Regions from separate parts of the Capra hircus genome. Here region 1 is linked to region 2. A link is a contact called in public Hi-C data. All regions are on one chromosome and are shown on one strand. Each heading gives the region's core, a stretch centred on a gene start, on an enhancer-like site or on the middle of the called end of the contact. The rest is flanking DNA. Distances are from core to core; before and after follow the strand shown.

Evidence for each region. Hi-C and Micro-C count contacts between places; a contact is called where the count stands out from the background.
Region 1: a Hi-C map of blood shows a contact between it and region 2, with 3 times the contacts expected there. The contact joins the promoter of DCAF1 here to the enhancer-like site in region 2. A contact is called at or near these places in 2 of 5 Hi-C or Micro-C datasets (blood and liver).

The regions. Positions count from the first base shown.
Region 1 is chr22:49,368,836-49,371,535 of ARS1.2, reverse strand. DCAF1 (protein VPRBP) reads right to left here and starts at 1,343. Exons shown (of 24, transcript XM_018067088.1): 1 at 1,216-1,343. LOC102191471 (a long non-coding RNA gene) reads left to right here and starts at 771. Exons shown (of 5, transcript XR_001919999.1): 1 at 771-878; 2 at 1,954-2,071.
Region 2 is chr22:49,274,736-49,277,435 of ARS1.2, reverse strand. RAD54L2 (helicase ARIP4) reads left to right here. Exons shown (of 22, transcript XM_018038216.1): 9 at 1-135; 10 at 1,175-1,517; 11 at 2,231-2,408. Among named protein-coding and RNA genes, the nearest start is that of TEX264, 25 kb to the right of the region's middle. Within about 2 kb of position 1,450, at least 1 of the 5 cell types and tissues checked has an H3K27ac peak or open chromatin away from gene starts, as enhancers often do.

The DNA of each region.
Region 1 (2,700 bases), core at 94-2,593, 94 kb before region 2:
CAACAGAATAGTAAAACACTGTGCTCAACAACTGAAATATTTTGAGCATGAAAGGACTTCCTTTATAGTTCCCAAATTCTGTATCAATTTCCTTTATACTAAAAAGCATATTACCACTAGAAAATGGACAACTGCAATATACAAAACCCAAATTTTGACAGCATCAAGCAGAAAAACAGCAATAAAAGCTTACATAAACCTTTTAAGGTTTAATGAGACAAGAAAACTACACAACATTACCAATGAACCTCACTCCGTACATTAACAAAGCGTTTAGAACAAGATGTTACTAATAATTAAAACACGTAGACTAATTTAAAGGCTTCGTTGAAAAGACAAGAGTAAGGAAAAACTGAGGCCAACGTGACATGGGCGAGTGATCTGGGACTCAAAAAGAACCTCTACAAACAGCCCCAAACTACTTCCTCAACAAAAAAGATACCGAGCGCTAACAGTGCAATAAGAGGAAGTGAGACGCAAACCGTCTAAGAAGAGAGAATTAAGCAAACGAATGACACTCAGTTAAAAACAACTATAACCCTCGTTAACAGGATCCCGGGAAGGTTGGTGGGCGCTCCAACGTTTGGCTCTCATCTGCAGAACCTCACACCTCGCCTTCCGCCCCTCCCCTCCACCAGGGGAGTGGGAGGAGTCCCGGGAGAGCCCCGCCCCACTTCGCCCGAAAGAGAGCCGGGCGGGTGCAAGAGGGAGGTGGCACGAGGCCGAGGGAGGAGAGAGCCCGCCCAGGTGACTGGAGCTAGAGGCGGAGACACAGAATGGGAAGGGGGCCGCCGTAGGGCAAAGAAGATGGAGACCAGCCCCCCCCCCCCAACCCCCGGCCGTAGAGATCGAAGACTAGGAGGACTGGGAAGTAAAAGGTGATGAGTGGAATGAGAGGCGCCCCTCCCCCAGGCAGGGGCGGGCACACCCTTGCTCCCCACTCCGGGCGGAAGAGTTACTCTTGGGAAGCTTCTTTTGCGGACTGGAGGAAGAACGTGGAGGCCCCGCCCCCGAGCCCAAAATCTGGAGGAGTAAAAGTCTAATCAGGCCCTGGACCAAGCCTCCCGGGAGGCCCGGCCCGCCCCCTCCCAGCCGGCGGCCCAGGCAGGTGCCGCCCCTCCCCCAGCCCGGCGCCCACTCTCCCGCCCGCCCGGCCACGCGCCCAGTCTCCTCGAGCCCGTCTCAAAGAGCCGTCCCCCTTCCTTCCCCACTCACCTTCCCGGGCGGCTCCGCCGCTCCCCCTGACCCCGCCAGCGGCCACAGTTCACCCACACCGCCTCAGGTCCCGCACTCACTCTCACTCACACACAGCGCGACCACGGCTCCGGAGCGGCCCACATATTATGCGTCACTCGCGTGCTACGTGCCCTGCGCGCGCGCGCTCCTCCCGACTTGGCGCGAGGACTGCCGGCAGGAGGCGGGAGGAGAACACCAGGGCCAGCCCCGGCGCCGCCAGGGAAATAAAGTTCCGCCCCTAGGGGCGGCACCCACCGAGTCGTGGTTGGCGCGTGGGCATTTTGCCCCGCGCGTTGACTTCTGGGGTTTGTAGTTTTAGTATAAACGCGAACTGCTACGTACTTATTGGCTGTTCAGGAAGACGGAAGCGAAAAGTGAGGCTCGATCCTCCCAGACCAACACCGGAACTGCTGGATTACCTTCTTAGTACTTTATTCGGCCCTGTGTGACATGTAGAAGTCTTTTAGTCTCCCATTTGCTCCATTGGACCTAAAACATACCAGGATCTAAGAAAATATTTCCCAAAGCGTGTGAGAAATCACAACACTCATTAAACAAAAGGCTTTAGTTTTTGTCTTTCTGTTCAAGACCTAGCCTGTAGAATCAATAAAAATTCGTCCTAGGTATTATATGTGAAGCAGAGCAAAGGAAAGAATCAAAAGGAAATAGATTAAGGGAGAGCTGACTTCGGACGTCATCTAATTTCTTTATTTGCAGCTGGGAAAAGTGAGACCAAGAGAGTGAGTGACTTGCCTAACATCACACAACCAATTAGCAACAAAACCAGAACGACTCTTGACTCTGACTCGGGGATTCCTTTTTGGAGACGTGAAAGGTAAGCCCCACAGCTGAGCATACGCTCCCTAACGAGGTCCTGCTGCTGCTGCTGCTAAGTCACTTCAGTCGTATCCGACTCTGTGCGACCCCATAGACAGCAGCCCACCAGGCTTCCCCGTCTCTGGGATTCTCCAGGCAAGAACCCAGCCTTTATTCCTAGGAGTCCTGAGCAAGTTCCTATGCATTTTTATGGTATCCTCACAGCGATTTCACATGGGAAACATGGGGCACAGCAAGCTTGCTGCCATGCTCAGGCTCCATAGCTAGTATGAAGCTAGCCAGAGCCTGGGTGCTGGGCCTCTTAGTTCTGTTGCTCACAGGGCCCCGTTACCCGCCTTTAAGAAGAGACCTCCCTGCTTCACTTAGGTGTGTAACTTTAAACAGCTGATGCTCGGGCACAAAATTCTAGAATGTTGGGTGGCAGTACGCAGACATATCACCTCTCTGCAATGCCACACAGTTCTGTTCTCTGTGCTTCTGGGATTTTGCCTCTCAGTAATAGCCACTAGCATTTCCTTTGACTTCATAGCTCTGCTGCTGCTAAGTCGCTTCAGTCGTGTTTGACTCTGTGCGACCCTATAGACGGTAGCCCACCAGGCTCTCCCGTCGAGCCAAGTGTTTACCCAC
Region 2 (2,700 bases), core at 201-2,700:
TGGGGTACGAAATGTACAGGCTCCTCACCCTGAAGAAATCCTTTGCCACAGGTAGACCGAAGAAAGCCAAGAAACGTTCTCACCCGGTCATCATTGATCTGGATGAGGAAGACCGACAGCAGGAGTTTCGAAGAGGTGGGCGGCCTCTCTGGGGATATCTAGGGGATTACTTGGGGGAAAGAAGTCGTGTCTGCTCTAGTACCTAATCACATGGGGAGCATTAATGAACCAGAAATCCTGGACCCTGAGGTAAGACTGGCTCTAGCCAGCAGCTCTTGGAAGGTCCTGCTTTCTCTGCAGACAGTAAAATTCTGGGTCGGCCAGGCCACAGACTGGCTTGGGCAAGACTCCCCTATGTCTTCACAGAGCAATTAGAAGGGCAGCTGCTCCCTTTACTGCTTCCCAGAATGTTCTGAGACAGCATTAAGACAATATAAAGTATTTAAATAACTAATACACGGAGTAGTGGTGTACTGTTTGTGTGATTTTATAAAAGAGGAATTTATCACAGTTTTCTTTTTGGTGAAAGCCATTCTTCTCATAGTTCTAGCTCTCTTCTCTCGTTTGAGGGCCTTGGCTTATTTGGGGGAAAAAAGTACTTTTAAGGTTCAGAGGCTGTTTCATTTCATAGATCTCTTCATCTATGAGATTCTGTTTTCCCTGCTTCTGTGGCTGACTTTGACATTTAGCAATGAGCAGCAAGTAACTCCAGGAAGACCTTGTCCTTTAATTAGCTCCCACCAGCCAGCTCTCAGGTGACGCCAAGACAGTGATGAGAGCCTGTGGAAGTGTCTGGGTTATTCCCATCAGAATCATCCCAGATGCATTTTTAATCCTTTAGACTAGTACTCTGAAAGTCATGCTGTCTGCTACCTAGTTGGTGTAAGCCCTGGGAATGCGACTCAGTTTTATTCTTAGCCTAAAGGGAAAAGAAAAAAAGGAAAGGAAAGAGGGAAAGGGGATTCACTGCAAGAGTCAGTCGGCCAGGGTCACATGTCACAGCAGATGCTCAGGAACTGGAATGGCCGGCTCCCTTTCTCCACTGGGGGCTGACTCTTGCTTTCCTGCTTCCTTCATTTCTTCTGTCTCCTCCAGGGTGCACCCCTACTTCTCATATTGTTGACTAAGAGCAAGCCCTCTCACCCTCTTACTCCGGATCCTCTTCCCTCCCTAGAGTTTGAGAAGGCCTTATGCCGCCCTGGCCCTGATGTGGTGATCTGTGACGAGGGACACCGCATCAAAAACTGCCAGGCCAGCACCTCCCAGGCCTTGAAGAACATTCGCTCCCGCCGCCGGGTGGTGCTGACCGGGTACCCCCTGCAGAACAACCTCATCGAGTACTGGTGCATGGTGGACTTCGTGCGCCCAGACTTCCTCGGCACCCGGCAGGAGTTCAGCAACATGTTTGAGCGCCCCATCCTGAATGGACAGTGTATTGACAGCACGCCTCAGGACGTCCGCCTCATGCGGTACCGGAGCCACGTCCTGCACAGCCTCCTGGAGGGCTTCGTGCAGAGGTGAGCCATCCTCAGATTTTCCAAATCCGTGGAGAGTCCTGGTGGAACAGACCCCTCAGGGCTTTCCTGAACGGGGGGAAGGTGGTTATGGTGGGAGGACCCCTTTCTCGTAGGGCAGTAGTAAACCTCTGCTTTCACGGAATAGCTTTTCCTGAGCAAGTAAGAGATGGTGGATATCCAGTGGTTCATTCTCTGGAAATCTGGCCCAGAAATGCATCTCTCAGAAGTAATCTGTGAAGTTACTAGGGATATCTGCCTTACTTGCTCAGAGAAGCAAGAGATAGCTACCATGCCGAGGACTTGAGTGAAAGAATAAAATGGTTGTCAGGGGAATGGCCTCACCAGTTTCAGCGTCTTGGAAGATGTAGGTTTGGCCAGCCTGAAGCATCCCCTTGTTTTTCCTTGTGAAGACGGCATGTGTGGAGAAAGCTTAGAGAAGCAGCCCTAGACCAGGTTATGGACCTGGAGTCCCCTGGTCTCTGTCTCTCGTTCAGTCACCTGGGACAGGTCACTCTGCCTCTTTGCTTTAGTTTTTACCCTCAAAATAAGTTTCTTGCTGCTGGTTGCTGAGCCAGTCCTCGTTATTACAAGGCTATTGTGAATGTTGTGGTCCTAAAGAAGGATGTGTGGCACCAGTGCAGGGTTCTCCTGTTGTCCTGCACTGACGCCTCCTGGCCACACTGCCTTGTCAGTTCTGATCCATACCTTTGTAGGAGAGGCCACACTGTGCTGAAGATTCATCTGCCTGCCAAGGAAGAAAATGTGATCCTGGTGCGGCTCTCTCAGATCCAGCGAGATTTGTACACACACTTTATGGACCGCTTCCGGGACTGTGGTAGCAGTGGCTGGCTGGGGCTGAACCCTCTCAAGGCTTTCTGTGTATGCTGCAAGGTGTGTTGAGGCCTCGGGGGAATACTTAGATACAGACTAAGGATGCTCGTGGTCCCAAGGGAGTCATGCCTGCTGGGAATCCTTGATAAAGGAAGAAGTTCACTGCACTGGGGGCTCCGAGGCAAAGCAGTTACCTGGAGCGCCGCTCGTAGACTGTAATGTAAATGGTGCCCCTTGCAGTTGTGCAGCTGCACAGCTTCTTACGCCAAACTTGAGAAATCACTTCCTTTCTCACTGATTGTTTTTCAACTGAGACATGGAGTGATTGGAGGAACATCATGGGACAGAGTTT